3 separate regions of the Mus musculus genome follow, and regions 1 and 2 are each linked to region 3. The links are chromatin contacts, called in public Hi-C and HiChIP or PLAC-seq maps. All regions are on one chromosome and are shown on one strand. Each heading gives the region's core, a stretch centred on a gene start, on an enhancer-like site or on the middle of the called end of the contact. The rest is flanking DNA. Distances are from core to core; before and after follow the strand shown. Region 1 holds the start of I730030J21Rik (RIKEN cDNA I730030J21 gene). Region 2 overlaps Galnt6 (polypeptide N-acetylgalactosaminyltransferase 6). Region 3 holds the start of Bin2 (bridging integrator 2).

The links. Hi-C and Micro-C count contacts between places; a contact is called where the count stands out from the background. HiChIP or PLAC-seq counts read pairs in DNA pulled down with a chosen protein or histone mark.
Region 1: a contact with region 3 is called in an H3K27ac HiChIP or PLAC-seq map of embryonic stem cells, with 6 read pairs. The contact joins the promoter of I730030J21Rik here to the promoter of Bin2 in region 3. A contact is called at or near these places in 2 of 39 promoter capture datasets (the HPC-7 cell line and hippocampal neurons), 9 of 484 Hi-C or Micro-C datasets (B cells, CD4 T cells, CD8 T cells and 5 more), 4 of 115 datasets of contacts at active chromatin or transcription factors (CD8 T cells, the HPC-7 cell line, effector CD8 T cells and 1 more) and 3 of 9 other capture datasets (adipose tissue, liver and pancreatic islet).
Region 2: a Hi-C map of natural killer cells shows a contact between it and region 3, with 5 times the contacts expected there. The contact joins the enhancer-like site here to the promoter of Bin2 in region 3. A contact is called at or near these places in 1 of 39 promoter capture datasets (hippocampal neurons), 1 of 15 datasets of contacts at CTCF or cohesin (CD8 T cells), 5 of 484 Hi-C or Micro-C datasets (CD4 T cells, CD8 T cells, Th1 cells and 2 more), 7 of 115 datasets of contacts at active chromatin or transcription factors (CD8 T cells, the HPC-7 cell line, the SCID.adh cell line and 3 more) and 4 of 9 other capture datasets (adipose tissue, bone marrow-derived macrophages, liver and 1 more).

What each region holds. Positions count from the first base shown.
Region 1 is chr15:100,730,411-100,735,150 of GRCm38.p6, reverse strand. I730030J21Rik (RIKEN cDNA I730030J21 gene) reads left to right here and starts at 2,414. Exons shown (of 3, transcript NR_045782.1): 1 at 2,414-2,611; 2 at 2,713-2,787; 3 at 4,267-4,646.
Region 2 is chr15:100,703,673-100,708,217 of GRCm38.p6, reverse strand. It overlaps Galnt6 (polypeptide N-acetylgalactosaminyltransferase 6), which reads left to right. Exons shown (of 12, transcript NM_001161767.1): 5 at 3,958-4,107. Among named protein-coding and RNA genes, the nearest start is that of Galnt6os, 10 kb to the right of the region's middle. Within about 2 kb of position 1,752, at least 112 of the 459 cell types and tissues checked have an H3K27ac peak or open chromatin away from gene starts, as enhancers often do. A contact at or near this core is called in CD8 T cells, the HPC-7 cell line, the SCID.adh cell line and 4 more, where this site is marked.
Region 3 is chr15:100,666,790-100,671,055 of GRCm38.p6, reverse strand. Bin2 (bridging integrator 2) reads left to right here and starts at 1,553. Exons shown (of 11, transcript NM_001270537.2): 1 at 1,553-1,643. The coding sequence starts at 1,563.

The DNA of each region.
Region 1 (4,740 bases), core at 1,165-3,664, 63 kb before region 3:
AGACCAGGCTGGCCTCGAACTCAGAAATCCACCTGCCTCTGCCTCCCGAGTGCTGGGATTAAAGGCCTGCACCACGCCCGGCTTAAACAAGTCTCTCTTACATAGCTCTCTGCCCAGGTTCATTCTGGAGAAAGGCAAGGTTATTCCAGTGTGGGGCTCTGTTCCTCCACCAAATTGTTGTTGTTGGGTTTTTGTTCTGTTTTGTTTATTTTCTTTTTCTTTTTTTAAAATATATTTTGTTCTTTTTTAAAATATTTATTTATTATATGTAAGTACACTGTAGCTGTCTTCAGATACTCCAGAAGAGGGAGTCAGATCTCGTTACGGATGGTTGTGAGCCACCATGTGGTTGCTGGGATTTGAACTCCGGACCTTCGGAAGAGCAGTGAGATGCTCTTACCCACTGAGCCATCTCACCAGCCCTGTTTTGTTTATTTTCAACACAGAGTTTCTCTGTGTAACAGCCCTGGCTGTCTGGAACTCCTCAAACTCAGAGATCTCAGAGATCTGCCTGCCTCTGCATCTCACGTGCTGGGGTTAAGTGTGTACACTATCACTGCCAGCTCATATTTTTAACATGTTGAGTTAAAACATCATTTCTCGGCAGGGCATGGTAGTGTGTGCCTGCAATCTTATCACCTGGAAGCAAAAGGCAGGAGAATCACAAGTTCAACAACATCTTTGTCTAAATAATGAATTCCAGGCCAACCTGAACTGCACAAAACCTTGTCTCTCACATATATAAATACACATTTCTCTTGATTATTGGGTACTTTGCCCCCTAAATTTTCCACATAAGACAAATATCTCATTTGCTATACTCTAGTACTGACCTCTACCCAGGCTTAAATCCTCTTATAACCGTCAGGCTCCCCAGTCTGACCACTGGGATCTAGAAAAGAGCGAAGGCTTGCCTGTCTTTGTATCTCCGTGTACCTGTGCTCACACAGAGGCCAGCACAGCAGACTTCAACAGTATTTAGAGGCCAGATACGGTGGTACCCCACTGTTTGAGGCAGGAGGATGTAACCCTGTGACAGGGCCACAGATCTTAGCACAGTTGACCCCGTGATGGAAGCACCATCCAGAGTGTGAAACTCAGCCCGTAGACAGCACCACCTGCAACTAAAACAGACCTAATCCACCTAAGTCCACGGCTCTGGGAAAGTCTCAGAGCGTACTAACCTTGCTTTGGCTTCTGTAGTTCTGCTTCTAGCTAACTGTTCTTGCTAACTGAAATGTGTCAACAGAATGTGGTTTTTATCCTTAAAGAGAAAAGACTTGGCTACACAGGGATCTCGTTATAACACCCAGTGTCCTGCTGGCCGGGGCCGGCTAATAGACTTCGTATCGGTTTAAACTGTGTGTGCGCAGTCATCTCTGGTGGACACCACAGAGCAGCTCTAGGCCAGCTTGAGTTGTATATAAATAAAAACCCTATTTCAAAGCACCAACAACCATAACAAAACAATCTTTAAAGGAAGGAAGGAAGGAAGAGGAAGGAAGGAAGGAAGGAAGGAAGGAAGGAAGGAAGGAAGGAAGGAGAAAGCCACCAACAACACTGTAGGATTAGAAGGTAGTGTTGTTTATTATTTACCAGAGACTAAAAGCATTAAAAAAATAAACAAACCGCACTTTGTTTTGGGTTTTGGCTGTTGTTTTAGAGTTGGGTTCTGGTTTGGTTTGGAGATAGGGTCTCATGTTCCTGAGTCTGGCCTGGATGTAGCCAAGGACTCCGGATCTCTCTTGCTTCCAACTCCCAGACACTGGGATTACAGTATACGCCACTGGCTTCAGATTTTTGGTTTTGTTAGGCTGGCCTCAAACTTACTTTGCAGTCAAGACGACCTTTAACCTCCTGACTTTTTTAAAAGTTTATTTACCCTTTATTTTATGTGCACTGGCATTCTGCCTGCATGTACATCTATGTGGGCACGTCAGATCTTGGAGTTACAGACAGTTGTAAGCTGCCATGTGGGTGCTGGGATTTGAACTCCGTTCCTCTGGAAGAACAGTCAGTGCCCTTAACCCAGTCCGCACTTCTAACCTACATCATCACACTTCTGTGATTTCTGGCCTATGCTGGTGTGGTATCTGGGGATCAAACTCAGCTCATTGGGATTGTACTTTTCCCCACAGAGGCACCTCGCCTGGCCCCCACAAGTGTTTCTGGATAAGAGGCTAGCCCTCTCTGTGAAGGGCAAGACTCCCCTCCCCTGAGTCTGCCACACTCAGAAGCCGCTGTCTCTCTCCAGGGCCTGAGAGTGGGAGGAAGGGAGCCATAAGGGGCAGAACTGACGTCACCAGCTCACAAAGCTGCCTTGTCTCTCTGCTTCAGCAGATCTGCTCCTCACTGAACTTCCTGCGCTATGGTGGGGAAGCCCCTTGAAAAAAAGAAAAAAGGAGACGGAAGTGCAGAGCACTCCAAACCAGAACCTAAATGGTAGAGCAACAAACAGCAGCCTGTGCGGGAAGATAATGAAATTTACAAAGCTTCTAGGAAGGCCCATCTCAAGTCCTTGCAGCTGAGAGAATCTGAGCCTGCCACCTCAGAAGTGCCTAAGGATGGTTGTGAGCATGTGTGGATGACTTCTTCAGGAGCCGGACAGCAGGTTGGGAGGCATCTTGTCCTGGTGCCCGATTTTCCCTTTATTTAGTACACATATAAACTTGTCATTTAACAGAAATCATGTTCTTTTCTTTTCTTTATTAGTACCGTGGGTGTGAGTGAGTGTGGGTGCTTGTGTGGAGAACAAGGACAACTTTTGGGAATCGATTCTCTTACCATGTAAGTTCTGGGGACTAAACTCAGGGATCAGAGGTTGCACAAGTGCTTTCACCTGCTGAGACACATCGATGCCCCTCCCCCCTTTTTGAGTTAGGGTCTCATGCAGCCCACAATGGTCTCAAACTTATTTAGCCAACAGTGACCTTGAACCCTGATCCTCCTGTCTCCCTCTCTCAGCTGCTTGGATTGGAGGTGTGTGTCACCGTGTTCAATTAATGAAAGCCAAATTTTAAGTGGGCTGCCACCAGCGGAGGTCAGGGTGTCCCCTTCTGCCCTGTGGTGCATCAGAACCTTCCCATGCAGTGGGGAAGGGAGCCCTCCCCAACCCCTGCTAGGAGAGAACGCAGTGTTTTAGGGATAAGTCTACAGCAGGCACCTCCAAATTAGACAGCTAGTCATTATGAAGACTTAAGTCACCTTTAAAATCATAGTCAGGCATGGTGGTTCATTTGTCTAATCCCAGCACTTGAGAGGCTGACTCACGAGGATTGAGACCAGCTTGGCTAGCTACAGGAGGCCTTTTCTTGAAATGCAAAAATGAAAGGGGGGGTGGCTCACACCTTTAATCCCCACACTAGAGAGGTAGAGGCAGGTGGATCTCTGAGTTTGAAGCCAGCCTGATTTACATAATGAATTCTCAGACAGCTAGGGTTACTTAGAGAGATTCTGAATCAGATAGATAGATAGATAGATAGATAGATAGATAGATAGATAGATAGATAGATGACCTCTGACCTGCATGTACAACACACACACACAAATCACTAAAAGAAACAGATTGAAAATGATCAAAGTGCATTATATATACATCTACGAAGTGTCATAATGAAACCTTTGTTTCCCATAACTAATGAACGCTAATCAACTTCTTATTCCCAAAGTGAACTCATTAATAACAGCTTCAGAATTTGAGGTACACACATCGGCTGGCACTCCTCGAAAAGCCAAACAGTCTCTTTCACGCTCCAAGGCAGAGTAAGAGGTCATGAGCCTACCCTGGAGCAGTCTGAGGTCCCTCAGGTCAAGTTGGGACCTGACTAAGATCACACAGTGCTGAAGGTCGAAGAGCTAAGTGAAAGGGAGGTGGGAGCAAAGGCCAAACCACCGAGTCTCACACCCAAGGGACGAGAAGCAAAGACAGCGGCGGCCCATTATCTGCAGCAGGAAATGTTGGTGATCCCAAAGCCTGGTAAAGTGTCACCCTTCACCTAAGTAAGCAAGCTCAGTAAACTTCCCCGCTGTGATCTCCTGGCCTTCCCAGAATGCCTCTGGTCCCCTCTGAGCGCTCAATTCAACGACAGGGGTGCTGGGTCCTGGCCCCTGAGCCTTAGAGACTCAAAACTGCAAAGCCATTTTAACATCAACCAAAACAGAAAGATCCATTCCATTTCCCCCCCCCCCCCCCGTGGTGTTTGTTTGTTTTTTGGAGGCAGAGTATCGATATTCATCTCAAGCTTCCTTTCACTGTGTTGTCTGCAGCCACAGATCCTCCTGCATCCTCCTGCTTCCGAAATGCTGGGATCAATGTCTACCAGAAAGCATCCGAACTTGGGGATCATGGTACATCACTTCTGTAATCTCAGAGCTGCAGACGCCGAGGCCAGAGGATCAGGAGCACAAGGCCATCCTCGAGTCTATGGAGAATTTTGGTTTCTTTTAAAACCCAGTTATGTTGTGGGAATGAGTGTGTGTGTGTGTGTTGTGTGTGTGTCTATACCTATCTATCTTGCCCCAGAGAACCAGAACCCCTAATCATCAAGAAGTAGTCTATATACACCCCCTTTCTCCTCTAACTTCTTTCTCTCCAACCTACTGTTGGGGTTTGTAATAAAAGTCGGGAGGTAGACGTATAAGAACCTAATAAAGTAGTTTTTTTTTTTTTTAAAAAAGCCAAAACTCAACTATATTATGTAGGGAGTTCAAGACTACCTTTGTCCACTTGAGACTCTTTCT
Region 2 (4,545 bases), core at 503-3,002, 37 kb before region 3:
TGATGCACAGACATACATGCAAGCAGAAACATCACAAAGTATTTTTATTTGAAACTCAAAAAAAAAAAAAAAAAAAAAAAAGGAAAAATAAAGAGTTGGAGGCTGTCCTGGCTGAGAGACTCTGAAGAGAAAGTAGGGAGAGCTCTGGAGCTAGGGCAATGTCCTGTGGCAGAGCACTCAACCTGGCATGCCCGAGGCTCTGAACTCTGGCTCCAGCACCATCAGACAGTAAAGAGACAGAGGAACCTGCAGGCACGGTGGTGGTGGTGTTTAGTTGCTTGGTTGGTTTGGTTTTGGTGTTTTTCAAGGCAGGGTTTCTCTGTGTAGCCCTGGCTGTCCTGGAACTCACTCGTAGACCAGACTGGCCCCAAATTCAGAGATCCACCTGCCTCTGCCTCCCAGGCCAGAAAACTGCAGTTTAAGGTTGCTTCCATATCTAGAACATTCTGGGAGACAATATGGAGAAGAGTCTGGAAGAGCAGTTGACTGTTATAACTAAGGCGACCATAGGAACAGGTTAAAAACTAATCCGGTAGGGAAGGGGCAGGGAGAACTCAGCTTGGCTCAGGGTGGAGTGGATAACGGGTGCTGGTGCTGAGGTCATGTGGGGATATGGGGTAGGGCATGGACTGAGGTGCAGAGTTTTGTTCAGGTTTGAGGTAAGTTAGCTTTCTGTCAGACATCCAAGTGAAGACTGCGAAGTTAGGAGGGAAGTCCTGGGTGCACAGTATGAGCCATGGGCTGTGTAGTGTGAGCTGTGGGCTGCACAGTGTGAGCCATGGGCTGTGCATGTGAGCCATGGGCTGTGCAGTGTGAGCCATGGGCTGCGCAGTGTGAGCTGTGGGCTGCACAGTGTGAACCATGGGCTGTGAATGTGAGCCATGGGCTGTGCAGTGTGAACCATGGGCTGTGCAGTGTGAGCCATGGGCTGTACAGTGTGAGCCATGGGCTGTGCAGTGTGAGCCATGGGCTGCAAAGTGTGAGCTATGGGCTGTGTAGTGTGAGCCATGGGCTGTGCAGTGTGAGCCATGGGCTGTGGAGTGTGAGCCATGGGCTGTGCAGTGTGAGCCATGGGCTGTGCATGTGAGCCATGGGCTGTGAATGTGAGCCATGGGCTGTGCAGTGTGAGCCATGGGCTGTGCAGTGTGAGCCATGGGCTGTGCATGTGAGCCATGGGCTGTGCAGTGTGAGCCATGGGCTGTGCAGTGTGAACCATGGGCTGCAAAGTGTGAGCTATGGGCTGTGTAGTGTGAGCCATGGGCTGTGCAGTGTGAGCCATGGGCTGTGGAGTGTGAGCTATGGGCTGTGGAGTGTGAGCCATGGGCTGTGTAGTATGAGCCATGGGGCTGTGCCATGTGAGCCGTGAGCTGCATGGGGTAGAAGAAAGGGGCATTTACCTCTTGACCTGAGGAGTAAGGTTGGGTGGTAGTGGCAGACCATGGCAACTAAGCCTGAGGGACCATATGCTGGCCCTCCTGTCTCTTACTCAGCTGTGCTATATTCTTTCCTGGGTCTTTTTTTTCCAGTAACTCCAGAGGTGGGACAAACAGCAGGTAGGATAGACAGACAGAGGACTGTTGCAGAGAGTTGTCTGACTGTCCTTCAAGGGCCTGAGGACCAGAACCTGCAGCCTCTAGCCCAGCCTCCTGAGACTAGAAGGAAGGCGTGGGAGAGCTGTATAGCACAGGGCCCTTGAAGTCACAGCTCAGTGCTTCTCACTGTCTAACCACACAGCCCGCTTCCTGTGATGCTTGCCCGTGAGTTATCTCCACCAAGGCTTCCTCTGGGGAACTAAGTGGGGTCTCAGGGAGGCTTCCGCTGAGCTGCTGAGAGGATGAAGGCCCAGCTGGGTTCCTCCCTTCCTGTCAGCAACACCAGGTTGTGGCCGGGTTGTGGCTCACATGTCCCATGACGGCAGGCCTTCCCTACGAAGGCCAGGGTCCAGCATCGCACAGTGCATTGCAGACACTTGCTAAGTCATTGCAGTGTTGAAGCCACCATAGAAGGCTAAATTGGAGCAGCCAGATTCTGGCACCAGAGACAAGTGGCTCCGTTTCTGGAGTAAGACAAGTCCCCCTCTCGGGTGACTGCCTGAAGTGTTTCATTTGCAAGGCTAGTGGGTCAGGGACACTTGCCTACCAGGAGGACTGGAGAAGACAAAGCAGAAGAGCTCAAGTTTCAAATTGTAGTTTCTTTCCCTGGGGCTCTGCTCTCCCAGGCAGTAACCAAAGGGGAGCTTGGCGGAATAAATCCCTTTCACACTCTTCTCCTTGGGGTCTGGCACAGGGAGAAGCATAAAGACTGGAGATAACTTAGGAGGGGTTGGGTGGGGGCAAGAGATCCCCTCAACCCAAGCTGCTCATGCTTGTTAAGTCCCTGTGGGTGCCCTCTTGGCTCCTGGAGGAGGTATATCTTCTCACAAAGGCTGGTTAGGATCCTGTTGTCATCATGGTAACTAGGATAACCTGAGCTCCAAGTCTTGACTTTGTCTGTTAACCCTAGGGTAGGTAGGTATGCCCTGTTCCACAGTGTAAGCTTCATAGAGAGATGGAGAAATGAAGTCAGTGTGAAAGCACCAGCTTTAGTGACTGGCACATAGTAGGTGCTCAGGTATTTGGGTGTATGTGTGTGTGTCTTTGATATTAGTGACAACAATAGAGAGATGGGGAAATGAAGCCAGCATGAAAACACCTGCATTAGTGACTGGCACATAGTAGGTGTTCAAGTGTGTGTGTGTGTGTTTGATATTGTGACTTACAAAGCATTGTGTACAGAGGAAGGCCCAATTGTGAACCCACAATCGGAAGGGAAGGACACAATTGTCAGAGACATCCTCCACTGCCAAAACAGCATGCGCCTCCATTCTACAGTTAAGAACTAGGGGAGGGCTGGAGGGACTGTTCAGGAATTAAAAGCATACACTGGGTTTCTGGAGGACCCAAGATTGGCACACTGGGCGCCTCAAACCTGCCTCTTAACTCCAGCTCCAAGGGATCCGACATCCTCTGCATCATTGTACTTGCGGGCACAGACACACACACACACACACACACACACACACACACACACACACACACACATACACACACACGTGCATTTTTTTTTTTTCGAGACAGGGTTTCTCTGTGTAGCCCTGGCTGTCCTGGAACTCACTCTGTAGACCAGGCTGGCCTCGAACTCAGAAATCCGCCTGCCTCTGCCTCTGGAGTGCTGGAATTAAAGGTGTGTGCCACCATACCCGGCTACGTGTGTAATTTTAACACAGACATACACACATGTGCATAATTTTGACAATCTTTTTTCAAAAAACAGAAGCTGGATGAAGTGATACAATGTCTTTTTAATTGCAGCACGGGGGAGGCAGAGGCAGGGGGAATCTGAGGCCAGTCTGGTCTACAGAGCAGGTTCCAGGACCGTCAAACTTAACAGTTAAGACATAAGATGGAGGATGCTCCAAATGGAGTCCTTTGAAGTAAAACTATGTTCTGTGTCCTGAGGATTTCAGATGGAGTCCCAGGGTCCTTAGGAATGTATCTCTATCCACTGTGGCCAAAAGAAGCCCCCACACTAGGCAGGCGCCTACCGCTGAACATTACCCACAGTCTCTTTTAGTATTTTAAATCTGCTTGGCTTGTTTTACTCTCCCTGAAGAGTCCCATACACAGGGCATAAAGTCAAAGATTAGGCCTGTGCGGGGCAGTGTAGCTTAGTGGTGGAGCACTTGGCCCTGGCTTAAATTCCCAACACCTCAAGGAGTGGGGGATGGGGGAAGATGGCCACAGACGTTGGTGCTGGCAAGCCTGTTCTCAAGGGGGCCTGGCCACAGACAGGGTTTCCCACCTGCCTGTCTTTCCATCTCTGCCCTCACCTTCTGTGGGCAGTTTTTGGGGAGTACTTGGGGGTAATACCCACAAGGGATTAGTGAGGTGCTGGTCACAGTGGCCGTGTCCCTTCCAGAGCACCTGAAGGAGAGGCTGGAGCAGTACGTTCAGCAGCTGCAGATCGTGCGCGTGGTTCGGCAGCGGGAGCGGAAGGGGCTCATCACAGCCAGGCTGCTGGGGGCCAGCGTGGCGCAGGCAGAGGTGCTCACGTTCCTGGACGCCCACTGTGAGTAGGACACGCCCACCCGGTGCCAGGAGGGGCTGGGGCCATCCTGTCCTTGTGTTTTAGTAGGGGCTTGGTACTCAGATTAGCTGGCCCTGCACAGTGATCACAGTTTCCCTGAGCGCCCTGAGGAGAAGCCCCTGCCCCACTGGAAACAAGGAAAGGAAAAAGACCCCCCAAAGGCTGGCGAGTGTGCGGGGGAGAGTTGTTCTACAGTGGGAGTTGACACACACAAGTCCTGGAGGAGGGAGAGCCAATCTTGGAGCCTACACCGGGGTGGGGGCTGGAAACCCTGGAGGCAATCTCTCCAGGTCCGTGGCGATTTGCACTGGTCTGTGCTGGCAAGTTGCTCAAAGCCTACCTACCATCCTCCTGCCAAAGCCACCTCTGCCAGTCAGGAGATGTCCTGTGCCCCCCACTGTGCACCCTCTCCTCCCTCCC
Region 3 (4,266 bases), core at 304-2,803:
TTAGATGAAAGAAACAGAAAACAAAAGCAGGCAGTTTTGTGGCAGACCTCCAGCTTCTTTCTGCCTTCTCCCACAGGAAGCCTGTTGTGACCTCTTTCTTTCCTTGAGGGAATTTTACCAGCTTGCTAAGATTCTGGAATAAATGTTTCCCCAAACCTAGTATCCCTATTTTCTGGCTATCCTTTCTCAGTGGTCAGGTGTAAGTTCATTGGAAGACCGGTTTCCTAGAGAAACCAGATTTGTAATCTCTGTAGCCCCACTCCAGTTTGTATAATCTGTGACTAAATTCACACTGTGTCCATATAATGCTCCATGCTTTGCCTGGAGAGTCTTGTTCTCCTCTGTCCAGTTCAGGCCTCTCCCCTCCTCTCCTCCTTAGCATATTATGAATGGCACCCTGTCTCCTGAGGACCCCATCTCTCCAGTCTTTCTCCCCTTCCAATCCAGATCTGGATTATGCTCACCTTCTGCACTCTGTCCCCACAATTCCCAGGCTTAGAACTGGTTAAGCTGCCATCCAGGCTGAGCCATGGTCACTCAGCATCAATACCCTGCAGCTGGTAGGTGGTCTCTGGTCCATTAAACGTCCTCACTGGATGAAACTGGGCCTTTTGGTTTTTACTTTTTTTTTTTTCATTTCATTTCATTTTATTTTATTTATATAGAGTACACTGTAGCTGTCTTTAGACACACCAGAAGAGGGCATCAGATCCCATTACAGATGTCTATGAGCCACCATGTGGTTGCTAGGAATTGAACTCAGGACCTCTGGAAGAACAACCGGTGCTCTTAACGGCTGAGCCATCTCTCCAGCCCAAACTCAGTCTTTTGTGTCTCCTCACTTTCTAATGCTGTTCGGGTATGGAACCAATGAGTCACGGTCCACATTCAAAGAGCCCGTTCAAGGGTGGGGGCGGGGGAGGGGAGGGGAATCTTTCTCTACTGCAGGGGCAGCATTTCCAAGCTGGTTTTAAGAGTGTGTGCGCACCAAAATCCACCCTGAACAACCCGTTCTCTGCCAACTTCTCAGAACCAGCTTAGCTGCTCTCCCAGCTCCAGATGCCTCTGTGGACCCCATCCTGGTGACCAGTGGTCTTTCCAGGGAGCTGGGCAGTGAGGGGGCCCCAGTAGTTCTCTCGGGGAGCTGAACAATGATGGGGTTCCAATGGTCCTCCTGGGGATCTGGACCATGATGGGGTCCTAGTCGTCCTCCTGGGGACATGGACAGTGATGGGACCCCAATGGTCCACCTGGGGAGTTGGACAGTGATGGGGCTTCAGTGGTACACCTGGAGTATTGGGCAGTGATGGAGTCCCAAGGTCCTCCCGTGATGGCCAGTGGTGGGCTGCAGTGGTCCTCTCGGGAATCTGGGTAGTGATGGGTTTCCAATGGTCCTCGAGAGGTGGCATTGGGTGGTCCAGGCCGACCACGCCCCAGCAGGAGGCTGTAAGGGTGTGAAGGCCCGCCCTCTGAGCATCACGCAAGGCATGCTGGGAGGACGCACTTCCTCTCAGGGGCCTCTAGAAACCACAGGTCCAGGCTGCGCCCCCGCAGCCGGCAGGATGGCAGAGGGCAAGGCGGGCGGAGCGGCTGGCCTCTTCGCCAAGCAGATGCAGAAGAAGTTCAGCAGGGCCCAGGAGAAGGTAGGCAGCCTGAGGAGAAAGGGTCCTGCTGCCCCAGAACGGGCGGGGAATGGGTGTCCACGAACATTGGCCGACGTGGGAGAGAAGGGAGCAGCTGAGGAGACAGCTGTTTCGCAGGAGCCTTCGGCAACCCTCAGCCTGACCCAGAAAAGGCGACAGGAAGGAACGAATGGTGGTGGTCAACTTTGTCACAGATTTTGTCCTAGCGCAAAGGCAAGGGTGGCTGGCTGGCGTCTCTCAGGTGATGAATGAGTTGGAAGATACTTGTCCCCAAAGTAAGAGACAGCGGCTGCGGTGGCAGTGAGTCGCCCCACTTAATTTGACTTGGGGGATTCACTGAGGACCAGGACACTGCACAGTTCTCCACACTTGAGTGTTGTTTAAACTGGTGTAAACGGAGGCGGGTGGATAGAAAACGCAAGGCATCCGAGGCTATATTACTGAGTTTAAGACCAGCCTGAGCTACTCTTTACCTCGGGGTGAGCGGGGAGCTCGTGTGTCCAGTAGCCAGCCCCAGTTTCTTACATCTATTCTTTTGCCTTGATGGTGATCCACAGCCTCTGGGTGTCCTTCCCATAATTTGCCAGTCCATTCAAATGATGGGCACACGCCTTTAATCCCAGCCCTCGGGAGGCAGAGGCAGGAGGATCTCTGTGAGCTCAAGATCTGCCTGGTTTACACAGAGACTTCCAGGACAGCCTAGACTACATAGACCCTGTCTCCAAAAAAAAAAAAAAAAAAAAAAAGGGAAAATGGATTATGGAGACACTCTTCACGCTGTTTATTTTATTTGCTTGGTTGTTTTGTTTTTTTGAGACAGGGTCTTACCGTGTTGACTGGGCTGGTCTTGTATTCAAGGTGAGATCTCTAGCTAAGGTCATAGGTATGAACCCCATTCTTACCACCCTTCACATGTTTTTGAGACAGTTTCTTGTACCCCCACCCCCAAACTCACTTTGACCTTGAACTTCTGGTCTCCCGTCTCTCTCTATCTTCTGGGTTGCAAGCATGTGTCATCACATCTCTTAGATGCTGAAGGTTGTACCTACAGCTTCTGGTTGAGGAAACCAGGCACCCTGCCAACTGAGCTCCGTCCCAGCCCCTTCCCTACACACTTAAAAGGCATTGTGATGTTACCTGTCCAGAGTCTTCCTTTGCCTAGCCACCATCTACCCACACTGTAGTAGAAGAGACATGGGCTAAAAGGAGAGGGTTCATGAACTTGAGGCTGTAAAGTACCTAGCACACTTAGCAATGGAAAGATTTGTATTCCCTTGTAAAGGTGGTGCAGAGGCCATTGGAGTAGATCAAGGGCACCCAGCTCCCCCCACATGGGGTTCACATTACTGACGGGGTACAGATGTATGAGGTCCTTGGTGTAAAGGACCACAGGGGAAGGGAGGGGCTCTGTATTCTTCAGTCTTTTAAGATCGTGTGAAAGACAAGAGGAAAATAAAAGTTGTGTGCGCAGCCTTTGTTACTTTTCCTACCTGAACTTTGCCTCTCTGGAGTCTAACAAGACATCTGATAGATCTGAAGGCAGTGCTTATGGGAAGGTCTAGCTATAAATAGGGGGACTGGACAGGACAGGGAACTCACCTAGAGAAAGCTACACTGTGGCTAAAGAAACACAAGACAAAAGACAAAAAAAATAGGAACCAGAAATTTCGTGTATTGAGGGCTGGCAGGTGTGGCTCAGTGTTGGAGCAGGTACCTAGCCGCAGGCAGTCCTGGGTACCACAAAAGAAAACATTTTAAATGAAAACTGGAGCGTATCAGTTTTTTTTTTTTTTTTTTTTTTTTTTTGCTTTCTTCCTCTGGCCTTTTGTCAACGTGAGGCCTTTGGAGTCAGAGTCATCTAAGCCTCCTTGTCTCCTGTAAGCCTGGACTCCACAACTTGCCATAAATAATGTCCTGTTCTTGGCTTCAGGTCTCTCGTCTATAAAATGAGAGGACTCTGAGCTTCAGAGTCAGTTATCTCCAGAACGGGAATAGTCACACGGGTAGCAGGACAATGTTCTTCCCGTCCTGGACCCTCCCTCCATCCTGGGAGAGAGGGGTGAACTCAGGTCAGCCCAAGGAACTCGGAGGTTAATACACAAAGCAAATAGGCTTCATGTGAGACTGGGGGTTTGGGAGTTCGGGACTGGCCCAGGCAGACACTGACTTAAAGGAAAAATGGCCTGGGTAGAAGAGCTGGAGTCCCTGAGTCTTGGGAAGTTACTGAGAGCAAGACAGAGTGTTCCAGTGAAGAAGAGTTTCTGAGCTGGTCGGGGGCACTTGCCCAAATTCAGGTTCTCCCCAGGCCACGTTCCTGATGAGCCACTCCACCCTCTGTGCGACCCCAGGCCCTGCAGAGCCTCTGTGCAGGTGGTGATTGAAACGGAATCACTTTATACCCGCTCAACCTCCTCCGAAGCGGGGAAGGTCTGCTGACTGTTAAGCACAAACGGTATGGCCTTCTGGTTCTGTTTGCCAGTTCCCACCGAATGCGGCCGGAGCTGTAGGTTTACAGGATCATACATCCTCACGTTGGGTCAACTACTTTCTTATCTGTGATTTCTCTCTGGCAGACTGCTCAGTTCTCCCCAGCAAGGGCATGTTTGTTTGTTTTTTTTTGTTT